2 separate regions of the Sus scrofa genome follow, and region 2 is linked to region 1. The links are chromatin contacts, called in public Hi-C maps. All regions are on one chromosome and are shown on one strand. Each heading gives the region's core, a stretch centred on a gene start, on an enhancer-like site or on the middle of the called end of the contact. The rest is flanking DNA. Distances are from core to core; before and after follow the strand shown.

Region 1 (6,420 bases), core at 3,646-6,145:
GTTGCCTGAAAAAAAAAAAAAATTAACAAGGGAGATGCCAGTAGTTCCAAAAGGTATGACCCATAGATAATAATGTTTCAAAATAGGATTTCTAAGTCAAATCACATTGTTTCTTCATTAGCCTAATCAATTTCTCCTCCAAAAGCACAGAATATTACTTTAATTAATTACTAGTCAGGTTTGTGCTAAGCACTTTACAACTATGTGGAGTATGATTTTCAATGACCTAAAAAACAAGGTGCAAAGTGTTGGTTTTATGTATCTCTGTATTAACGAAGCAGAGATTAAGGTGGCTTTAGTAAATAATTTGGTCTTCTTCACTGTTCACTGCCTAATTCCTCTCTTCTTCAAAAATAACTGCAGGAAAGAGGGGAAAAAATGTCTCTCCCCCCATAACAACAGTGCAAAAATAGTGGTCAAATCATTCTCAGTTAAATTGGTGGTTCTCAATCTTCGGTTTTATAACAATAACCTGAAGCTCATTATCTACAATACAGGTTCCCAGACCCTACTGCCAAGCACTCTGGTTTAGCAGGTCTGGACTGGGGTCTGGGGACAGAATTTTCCCCAGAGGTTAGAAATTAAAAATAATAATAATAACTTAAAATATAAATGATCAAGACCATCACCACATCAGCTAAAATTTTATTGTGCCAGGCACTATACCAAGTAATCTATCAAGCTATTATCTCAGTTCTCACAAACAACGAAATTGTCACCTCTTTGTAACTGATGAGGAAATATGTTCAAGGTTAACACAGCCAGTAAGTGGCAAAGCTGAAATCTGTTTCGAAAGCTATCTTTCCAGTCTACATTCTCAGGATACCCTACTAGTGTTCCTGGGACCCCAAAGAAATCATAACTTTATGGCCTGACCAGATCTGAAAAGGAGAGTGAGGTGGTACCTCCCTGCATCATTCACACTAAGGGTATGATGAGCCCAGAAATGGTATCACTGAAATGCTTAGTAGTTTCTTTTCTTTTAAATTTTTTTTCTATTTTTAGGGCTGCACCCTCAGCATATGGAAGTTCCCAGGCTAGGGGTTGAAATGGAGCTGCAGCCTGCCGGCCTACAACACAACCACAGCAAAACCAGATCCCAGCCGCATCTGTGACCTACACCAGAGCTTGCAGCAATGCCAGATCCTTAACCCACTGAGAGAGACAAGGGATCGAACCTGTATCCTTATGGACACTATGTCAGGTTCTTAACCCACTGAACCACAACGGGAACTCCACTTAGAAGTTTCTTGATTTCCCACTACCAATATACATTAAATATTGTTGTGCATATATATATATTATATTGCTGTGTTCTAATATGCTACAGGGTCACAATACGATGAAACCTTGATAATCACAGTCAAGATTTATCAGTGAAATGTGGGAATTCAATCACCCTGAGTATCTAAAGTCATAAAATGGTTTAGCTCCTTCTGCAGAAAGTACTGACATCTGGTAATAATGAGTGCTGTAGACTGAGTACTTTAAATGCAGTCTGTCCACACTGAGCAGCTGCAGAGTCTCTCCAGGTGGAAGAGCCACCGCCTAACAAGCATGCCTCAGGCATGTGGTTCTGTCTGCAGTAGGGATGTGCAAGAGATACAGCCAGAGAATCAGAGGTCCCCATACCAGGTAACACTGGCTGTCCATGGGGCATGTGATGCAAGCAATTCCAATGAGTCTTTTCTGGAATTTTCTATTTAAGATTAGAGAAGAAACACCGCAAGGAGCAGAAAGACCCCATGAACAAAGTCTGTCCACAGCAGAACAGTTAAGAGTTCCTGGTCCTTGAGGTCCCAGGAGCTGTCCAGGCATTTTTTTCCCTCAATTTTATTCCTTCTAGCAATTCATATGAGCCTATAAATATCTGTTTAGCTTAAGTCAGTTTTAATGGATTTTCATGATTAACAACTATATGATTAACTACTATAAGTTAATTAAGGTAAATATAATCCACATTTAACAGATGAGAAAAGTGAAACAGAAAAGCAGTCAAGGTTTCACAGCAAACAGAGCCATAATGAGACCACGTGTTTGTCTGACTCTAAGATCTACCCATTTTCTGAATACCAAAATAAGGGATTCAGACAAAATGAACTAATTAATTATAAATTTCACTGAAAAGTTGTTCCCATCATTTCTGTGTTTTTACTTTGAGAACTTGGAAGGACATTTCTAAGTATTTTGTTGTTTCTCTTAAGATTTGACCAACGGAACCTACTGGGTATAATCCTAATCCCACGTTTAAATGAGAGAAATAATAGTTTTAATCTTTGAGGTAAGACTGCTTCCAAAAAAAGTAAGAATGCAGGAGTTCCCCTCGTGGCGCAGTGGTTAACGAATCTGACTAGGAACCATGAGGTTGTGGGTTCGATCCCTGCCCTTGCTCAGTGGGTTAAGGATCTGGCGTTGCCATGAGCTGTGGTATAGGTCGCAGACTCATCTCAGATCCCGTGTTGCTGTGGCTGTGGTGTAGGCTGGTGGCTACAGCTCCAACTAGACTCCTAGCCTGGGACCCTCCATATGCCACAGGTGCGGCCCTAGAAAAGGCAAAATGACAAAAAAAAAAAAAAGAATGCAATGATAATCGAGTCCTACAAAAAAAGGAAGATGTTGCTTGTCTCATAGTCCCATTTTCTACTGATGAAACACTATCTAGACTAGGTTCTTATCCCTGCAGCTTTAGAGGAAGAGCACCTGCAGAGCAATCAAAGGATACATGGTTTTAACCTGGTCCAGTTATGATGCCCTCTGCACCTTGGTCAATGATTTACACACAGGAAAAGAGGCTAAGAATACCTACTCCATCCATACCCCATGGTGGCCAAAAAAGTTGACTAAACTCTATGAGAAATCTAAAAAGAGGTTAAAAATGATAATATCTAAAATGAAAAGAGTCCTGATGTCTTAGGAATTCTGCCGACTTCAATGAATTCATAGGGTAAAAACATGACAGTTCAGCCTTTCCAGGTTGCTCCTCTGCCCAAACTTCTCCTTATACATGCATATATTTTGTAAAGAATGATACACCTTCAATTTTAGCTTAAATGCTGGCCTCATTTAAAACGAGGAGTTATGCTGCTCAGAAGAAAAACAGCTTTCTGGCTGACTGGACTCTGAGACATCAAACTTAAGATTCCAGAAATGGCGCTACAAAATATTTATTAAAACTGAGGTGTTTATTTCCTGAATTTTAAATAATGCAACTTTGTTAAAATTAGCTGGCCAGGCACATATAGCTTATAAAAATTAGTCACAAAATAATATATAAGTATCTAAGGCAGGCACTAAAAGTGAATGTTACCCTATCAAGTCGAAATGAGTCCAATTTCACTCAATGTTTTGATTAAAATGTTGCTTCCTTATAATTCTACCCAATGCAAAAATAGTTCCTTCCCCATAACTTTAAATGCTTCACTCCAGCGTAATAGACCATGACCAGCTTTTCATGAGTTTATCCAGATCTTCAGTTATTGCCTCTCCCAGGACAGATAACTGAGCGTTCACAAACCTGGCTCTGGAAGTAGTTCTGCTTTTATGAACAAAGTCCTGACTGTAATCAAACCCCTGGGTGAAATCATGACAATCCAGCTTTTCCATGGGCTCTGCTCCTCTGTTCAAACGTCCCCTTTCATTTTGGGAATGACCATCAACTCTCAGAAGAATGTTAAACAGCCTACAGCTGACCTGCACTCCTCCAACCAACCCGATACTCTCCAATATCAAAGCAGCTTTTGCCTCTTGTTAAGGGAGCTCTCCCGAGTAAGAGAGGCGCCTCTTTTTCAAGGAAGTGGAAACGCTCAGATTTGGTTAAGCATTCGTAATGCGCTGCATTCTTTTTTTCGCTTAAATCTCACGTTGATTTCAACGCTGGCAGTGATTTGCGTAAATCCACTTAAGTCACTATGCTGCTTTTTAAACTCCGATTCTTAAAGAAAGCCACCTCTATCCCAACTCACAAAGGACGTGAGCTTAAGTATCGCTTATTTTTCTTAACTCGCTATAAGTTTCACAATAGACCGATTGTTTCCTAAAGAAAAATTCACAATCCTTATAAAATGCTCTGTCCAGATTTAACTAACCGGCTAATGAAAAATGTAAGCGTTAACAAGAAAATGAGACGTCCCATTCAGGAGGGGGTGGAAACTGAACTAGGGAGTCAGCCCGATGTTTAAATATCTCAACTTGAACGCCATGGAAACAAGAGGGAATTCCCACTAGCCAAACAGCAAGAGGCTTTTGTAGGACCCTCTAATTTTCAATGACTCCTAAGAAGGTGGGGGGGAGATGCAACTATCATTTAAAAGTTGAAAATTAATTTCTAACTGCTTTGAATAGTGCATAACCAATGGGTAAGAAGACAAACACAAAAAGCGTGGGTGCTTTCAGGCTGGAGTAGCGCCAGGCTCACCCCCAGGGTGAGGGGAAGGAGGGAAACGAGCAAAGGGGGTCAGAGTCGGCAGCAAAGAAGCGGGAGACGCGGGCCCGGTGGCGGGAGGCGCGGGACGGCCCCTCGTGCAGCCCCGGCCAAATCGAGACCCGCGACTCGGCGCCCCTCGCCCCAGCCCCCCGACAGGGAACCGCTCGTACCTGTCCGACCGGCCGGGATGCGCCGCCTGGCCCGCGCTGCCCGCCCCTCTTGCGGCGCCGCGCCCGCCGCCCCCGAGCCAGGAAGCCGCTGCGGCCTGCGGCTTCCCGCCACCGCCGCCCGCACCTTCCTCCAGGGACACGGCGAGCTGGCTGAAGGCGTAGAGGAGCGAGCAGAAGCCGCAGGCCAGGCACAGTACCACGAGGCGCAGGTAGCGCCGCATCCCGTCGGGCCCGCGCCGCCACCTCCGCCGTCGCCGCCGCGCCCGCTCGGGCGAACTGGAGCGGAGGGAGCAGCACCGCGCAGCCGCGGGCGCAACAGTTCCTCCTCCGCTGCGGCCTCGCGCCCTCCCCCTTCCTTCTTCCCTCCCCGCCCACCACCTTAGCGAGCGCGCTAACACCCCGCCCCGGAGCCCCGATACTGCCTCCGCCCCGGGCCCCTCCCCAGAGGGCGGGCGGCCAGACGCGCCGGCGCACTGAAAGCGGAGGGCTGGGGGCGCCGGGTGGCTTGGGGCGCGAGGGTTGCGGCTCGCGCAGGGTCCCGGGGTAGTGCAACCCTCCCGGCGGGCGAGTCCGCGGAACCTTGCGGCTCCCAACTGTGGAGGAGAGGTGCAGCGAAACTAGCAGAGCGTTGGAAGCAGCTGACCCAAATTCTAATTATGGTTCTTCCACATGGTAGCTTGGGATGTTGAGCAACCTCAATTTTCCGAGCATGTTTGATCGTCTCTAAAATGGAGAGGATATCCTCATCTTAGGGTGGTTTTAAAGATTAAAGTGCTTAACGCATGATAAACACCTTGGACTGAGAAGGCTCGTCATTAAGTTTTTTGTTTTTTTGGTCTTTTGGGGGCTATGCCTACGTCATTTGGAGGTTCCCAGGCTAGGGGGTCCAATCGGAGGTACTGCTGCCGGCCCGCGCCGCAGCCACAGCAACGCTGGATCCGAGCCGCCTCTGCAACCTGCACCACAGCTCAGGGCATCACTGGATCCTCAGCCCACTGAGTGATGCCAGGGATCGTACACGCGTCCTCAGGGATGCTAGTTGGGTTCCCTAACCGCTGAGCCACGATGCGAACTCTGCATTAAGCCATTTTTTAAGCTCCATCCTCCACAAGCGTTGTCACCCAACATCTAATTACGTCATGATGTTGAGGATGCGTATCCTGCCACCCATCCATGAGGTCCTCCCTTTTGGATCATCCTTATGACTCATTATTTGCATATCCAAAACAATTAATACTCTCCCTAAAGAGCTTTGTCTTTAGCTTTCCTTTTCTTTTCCCTCTTTCTCAGCCGTATTTCCACTCCATTTATTGAGCATTTATGGAGCATCACTCAGTTCCTTTGGGTACAAAGACGTCTAGAAGGGGCATGGGGTGGGACAGTGGATACTTGTAAATAAGTTCAATGCAACCATAAAGACTTTAGGCTATAAGCCTGTAAAGGTGTGGGCACACACACAAAGGAGGTATCAGTTCTATCTGTGGTCTTGGTCAACAGACATTTCATATAAGTTAAAACCAAATACAGAGACCAGACTTAATTCCCTGAGCAGACAAAACCAAAACAAGCAAAGCAATTGAGCTTATTTTACAGGATAAGCAAGGTCAACTTGACCTGGGTAACTTCTTGCTTATGCATCTGAAAATCATAAGCAGAACTTAAATAGTTCCCCCAAATTGATATGAGGTAACCATGAACTGATTCTCTTTCATTCAAGAAAATTCTAGGGGAGGGATGGGCAAATGGGTGAAGGGGGTCAACTGTATGGGGATGAATGATAACTAGACTCAGGTGGTGATTACTTTGCAGCAGATAGATGTTGGATTA
Region 2 (6,125 bases), core at 2,217-4,716, 1.1 Mb after region 1:
TGGCATTTTTTTTTTCTTTTTAGTGTTGCATCTGGGGCATATGGAAGTTCCCGGGCTAGGGGTCAAATCAGAGCTACAGCTGCTGACCTATGCCACAGCCACAGCAACTGTGTCTGAGACCTACACCACAGCTCACCAGAATGCCAAATCCTTAACCTGCTTAGTGAGGCTAGGAATCGAACCCACAACCTCATGGATACTAGTCGGGTTCTTAACCTGCTGAGCCACAGTGGGAACTCCATACATGGCATTTTTATCAATAACTGTATTTTGTTTTGGAGAACATAATGTTTTAATAAAAATTCGTAATTTACATTAACAAGCAATGGTTTGTTATTTTATAATAATTAGCAAATATTTTTTAAATTTCCCAGTTTTATTTCTGATATACATGTATATATCAATCTTAGTAGATATAACTCACCTGAAAAAAAGCACTTTGGAGTCTTCATCAATTTTTAAGAGTTTAAAAAGATCCTGAAACCAAAAGGTTTGATAACCATTGATCTAACAGTAACTTTCTCTTGATACCGACTCCATCATGGATGTCCTCTAAAAGACACATCCAGCCTTTTTGTAAATGTGGGGAAATCTGATTCAGTTACCAAAATAAAAGGACGTCATTTTTAAAAACTACTTTAAGAGTTCCCTGGTGGCTTAGCAGGTTAAAGATCTGGAGTTTTCATTGCTGTGGCTTGGGTTGCTGCTGTGGCAGTGGTCCAGTCCCTGGCCCTGGAACTTATTCATGCCATGGGTTCAACCAAAAAAAAAAAAAAAACATAATGCCATTTGCAGCAGTATGGACAGACCTAGAGATTGTCATACTTCACTTACAGAGATTATCACACTAAGTGAAATAAATCAGACAGAGAAAGACAAATATCACATGAGATCACGAATATGTGGAATCAAATAAAAAATGATGCAAAAGAATTTATTCACAAAACAGAAGCCAACTCATAAATTTTGAAATCAAACTTACAGTTATCAAAGGGTTTCATTGTAGGGAGGGATAGATTGGGAGGATGGGATTGGCATATAAACACTATACAAAATTGGTCAGTAACCAGGACCTACGATATAGCTCAGGGAAATCTATTTAATACGCTGTGAAAGCCTATATGGGGAAAGAATCTAGAAAAGAATAGACATGTATGTATATGCATGGGTGATTCACTTTGCTGTACACCTGAAATTAACACACCATTGTAGGTCACCTATGCTTCCATAAAGTTTATTTTAAATAAATTAAATTAAATTATTTAAATAATTACCTTATATATCCAAAAACATCATTTCAACATGTAATCAGAGTACAATGTATAAGATTTAACAAATTTAAAACAATTTCACATGATATTCCACCACCAATTCTTTTTGAGACTTCCTTCCAGCCATTTTATCAGAGGTGCCAAACCCAAGTTCAGGTCGGTGGGCTTGGGCCAGTGTTTCCCAAGGCCTCCCTGCTTCTTATCACCTGGACAGCAGACTTTGAAGGAAGACTCTTGGGTCTCACCCAGAACTTCCAATTATCTCACGTGGGAGAGCCCATCTTCCTTCTCTCAAGAATGCCACATTGCAGTTCCCGTCGTGGCGCAGCAGAAACCAATCCAACTAGGAACCATGAGGTTGCAGGTTCAATCCCTGGCCTCACTTAGTGGGTTAAGGATCTGGCGTTGCCGTGAGCTGTAGTGTAGGTCGCAGACGCAGCTCAGATCCTGAGTTACTGTGGTTGTGGTGTAGGCTGCCAGTTGTAGCTCCGATTGGACCCCCTAGCCTAGGAACCTCCATATGCTGTGGGCATAGCTCTAAAAAAAAGAAGAAGAAGAAAAAGAATGCCACATTGTTCTTATGCCCACTGCTATTTGTAATTCTTGTTTTTGGATACTTGCGGTGTACTTAAGAGTTTACAAAGAGGCATCAAAAACTGCTGGTTCAAACTCACATGAAGTCAGACATTTCACTCAATGGGAATTTCAGTGGTCACATACATTGCTTTTTCCACTAGAAGGGATCTTGTTGTCAGGCAAAAACTTGAGACTCCTGATGTTTATAGGATTGTCTAGAGAAAAAGAATTACCCATGGGTATTGAGTGAGACCTTAGTTCATTAGACACAACTTTGCCCCCATAGAAGAAGAAACTGTGGATTAAACCTGAGCTTCTGAGACTTTAAGGTATAAGAGAATCACCAGAGATTGCAAAGCCTAAAATATTTACCATCTGATTGTTGATAGAAAAAAACTTGCTGTCTCCTGCTCTAAATCAGTTTTTTTTTTAATAAATTTTAATCTTTCAAGGGATCTTGTTAAAATGCAGATTTGGATTCAGTGGATCTGGAGTCAAGACTCTTGTTTCTAATTAGATCCCAGGAGATCCTGCTGGCCCCCTGGCCACCTGAGTGCATGTTTGAAATACAGAACCTCAGGTCCCACTGAACTGGAAGCTGCATGTCTCCAGGATCCATGGATTAGCCTCATGAACATTAATGAATCCACCAGAAACACTGATTTCAAATATATATATATATATATATATATATATATATATATATAAAACCTTTGACTTCAGACAAAACTGAATCAGAATCCCACTTTCTTATTAGGCACGAGGGTGTCTGCATGCAACTCAAGCTCTCCAAGCCCCCTTTTTTTCCATCTCTAAAGTGGGTACAAAAATATTTGTTCACCCACCTCATCAACTTATGAAAATCAAACATGACAGTGGAAACAATTTATCAATAATGCTAATACATATTGAAGGTTTACTATATGCCAACCATTATGGTGAAAGGTTCAGAGAGGTAAAATAACCTGGAATTCACATTGCAAACTTGAGAAGAGTGGAACTGGTACTCAGTCTTAGCCACACATTTTATAACCATCTAATTGCGCCGCAGTGAGGTGTTTCAGCCCTATTCAAATGGTTCTGTTGGTCGATTTCTATTATTTTTTTGCAATCATATTCCAAAATACATTTTCATACATAAATGAAAGAAATCTACAACCTGGGCCCATGGGGAAAATGCTGAAACCATACGCTTGACCTTGCCAAAAAAGTCCAAAAGGAATGAAGTAAATCAAAATTGTCTTCATCCATATCCTATGTTAGAGCAACTTGGTTTAATTAAGATCAAGCTTCTAGAAATCCAGGAGTGGTCAACTCTTATGATGACTAAATCATATATTGAAGGAGATAGCAGTATTCAAGTACCTCAATTTTATGGTTTCCTGGTCTTTGAAATCACCTTTGAGTATTACTCTCAGGACTGTTTTGGCAGCACAGCCTCCATCTGCTTATAATTTCCCTTGCATTTTCATGTGTGTTTTGTTTTGTTTGTTTGTTCCAGTCCTTGCTGTTTTGCCCAGCAGGAAGTCAAATTGGGTGAATCCTTTCACCAGGCAGTTTCCATCTCTGCAACTCACTTTCATTTTCCCTTCCTGCCCTTAGTAGAGGGTCACCGCCCTGGGAAGCTGTCTTTGGAAGAGCTCTTTATAAAAGAAGCAACAGCATCCTCTACTGACCATGGCGCACAATGTCAAAAGAGCATCAATTCCCGTTAGTTTTTGACTGTGGTTTGGATCATCCTTCTTCAATGCACTGATCAATGCTTTTTATTTCTTTATTTTAGGCTGTTTTGGAATGAAAGTGAAACCTTGCTGTTTAATTATTTAAAACACTTTATCGAAGTGCATTACTGACATAAAGAACTGTACATATTTAATGTATACAACTTGATGATATTGGTGATAAGAATGCATTGCTGAAACCACAAACCGTGCCATAAACATCAGATTCAAAAGTTCTCTTCTGCTCTCTTCATTATTATTATTATTAGTGATAAAATGCTTAACATAAGATCTGCCCTCTTGAACACTGTTAGTAGGAATGTGAATTGGTGTAGCCACTGAGGAAAACAGCATGGAAGTTTCTCAAAAAACTGAAAATAAAATTACCACATGACACAGCACTTTCACTCCTGGGTACATACTCAAAAAGAACAAAAACACTATTTCAAAGAGACACCTGTACCTCAGTGTTGATAGCGGTATTATTTACAATTGTCAACAAGATATGGAAGCAAGCTAAATGTCCATCAGCAGATGAAGGGATAAAGAAGATTGGTATATGTATAAAATGGGATATTACACAGCCATAAAAAAACCCCAAAATTTTGCCATTTGCAGCAACATGGATGGAATTGGAGGGCATTGTGCCAAGTGAAATAAGTCAAACAGAAAAACAAAAACTATATGATATCAGTTACATGTGAAATCTAAAAAATGTAACGTACTAGTGAATATAGCAAAAAAGAAGCAGAGTCAGAGATGGAGAAACTAGTGCTTACCAACAGGGAGAGAGGAGGGCCATATAGAAGTGGAAGAGTGGGAGGTACAAACTATTGGTATGAGGCAGGCTCAAGGATGTGTTGCACAAAATGAGGAACATAGCTGATATTTTTTTTTTTTTGTCTTGCCATTTCTTGGGCCGCTCCCGCGGCATATGGGATGTTCCTAGGCTAGGGGTCTAATCGGAGCTGTAGCCACCAGCCTATGCCAGAGCCACAGCAACGTGGGATCCGAGCCGTGTCTGTGACCTACACCACAGCTCACGGCAACGCCAGATCGTTAACCCACTGAGCAAGGCCAGGGACCGAACCCGCAACCTCATGGTTCCTAGTCGGATTCGTTAACCACTGCGCCACGACGGGAACTCCCCTGATATTTTTTAATAACTGTAAAAGGATAGTAAATTTTAAAAATTGTATAATTTTTTTAATTTTTAAAGAAAAAAGGCCTCTCCACTATCCCTGAGATCCTAGGATTTCAAAGAAGTACACACCCCATCTCTCTACAACACACGCTTGTATTCTTTAAGACTGGTTCACAAAAGTATTATTCATGATCTCATAGGTCATGATAAAAACAGTAGTATCAGCTAACATTTAAGAAACTTCTTGGAGAGAGGATTCTAGGAAAATAGCAGAGCAGGAATCTGCTTCCCTACCTAGAAAATGATGGTACTGGTGGAATCTGTCTGGTATAACCATTTTGGACCTCTGGAAAATATTGAAGCCTTGCAACTTCCAGGGGAAAGCTTAGACAGTAAATTGTGATTCATTTTAGTCAATTTCAGCCTTTGGCTCAACAACAGCTAACCATACCCATTTCCCAGCCCCAAGGCAGACAGCCATGGATATCTTCTTTGAGAAGCTTGCATGTAGCTCAAAGGATCAAGGGTGGGCCATAAGGACTTATCCTGCAAATATCTGGGATCGATGTTCTGTTCATTATGAGCTGCTCTGATCATGAAGGTACAGACATGGAGAATGGCAATAATTTTTGAACACTTACACCCTCACAGTTGCAAGCCCCTGACCTTCAGGCTGAAGAAGCTTCCAGAAGACTTAAAGGGTCAGATCTTTTTTATCGCCTTTATTTTTATCTTTTTCCTCTTTTGGGAGCCAGACATTAAAGACAAAGACATTCAAAAGCAATTGCTTTTGAATTTAAAAAATCACTACAGCCGAAGGCACACCATCAAATTGACCAACATATGGACTGTAGGGGTCCAAGGAGGAGAAGAGAGAAGGGGATAGAGAAATTATATAAAGAAATAATGGTCAGAAACTTCCAAATCTGATGAAAAACATGAACAAAAACGTACAAGAAGCTCAATGGATTGCAAGTAAGATGAGTTAAAAGAGACCCACACTGATGTGCATTTTAATCAAACTGTCCAATGCCAAAAACAGAGAGAATATTGAAAGCACTCAGAGTGAGTCAATTCATCACATTCAAGTGATACTTGATAAGATTTTAAGCAAATTTCTAATCAGAAATTTGGGAATTCAGAAGGCTCTGGGCTAATATATTCAAAGTGCAAAGAGAAAAAAAGCTGTCATCCAAGAATTGTACAAATGGCAAAACTGTCCTTCTAAAGTGAGGCAAATTAAGACATTTTCAGATAAACACAAGCTAAGGGAGTTTGTTACCACTAGATCTGCCCTGCGAAAAACTGCCAAAAGTAGTCCTAAAGGTTGAAATGAAAGAACACTAGCTAGTAACTTAGCCGTAAGAAGAAATAAAGATGTTAAAAGGTAAATAAATCACACATTGTAAGAGC

What was found. Hi-C and Micro-C count contacts between places; a contact is called where the count stands out from the background.
Region 2: a contact with region 1 is called in a Hi-C map of embryonic fibroblasts, with 1.9 times the contacts expected there. The contact joins the enhancer-like site here to the promoter of GXYLT1 in region 1. A contact is called at or near these places in 5 of 47 Hi-C or Micro-C datasets (embryonic fibroblasts, heart right ventricle, mesenteric adipose tissue and 2 more).

Annotation. Positions count from the first base shown.
Region 1 is chr5:73,403,415-73,409,834 of Sscrofa11.1, forward strand. GXYLT1 (glucoside xylosyltransferase 1) reads right to left here and starts at 4,896. Exons shown (of 10, transcript XR_002344161.1): 1 at 4,594-4,896.
Region 2 is chr5:74,491,380-74,497,504 of Sscrofa11.1, forward strand. No RefSeq gene overlaps it. Among named protein-coding and RNA genes, the nearest start is that of ADAMTS20, 180 kb to the right of the region's middle. Within about 2 kb of position 3,467, at least 4 of the 83 cell types and tissues checked have an H3K27ac peak or open chromatin away from gene starts, as enhancers often do. A contact at or near this core is called in embryonic fibroblasts, where this site is marked.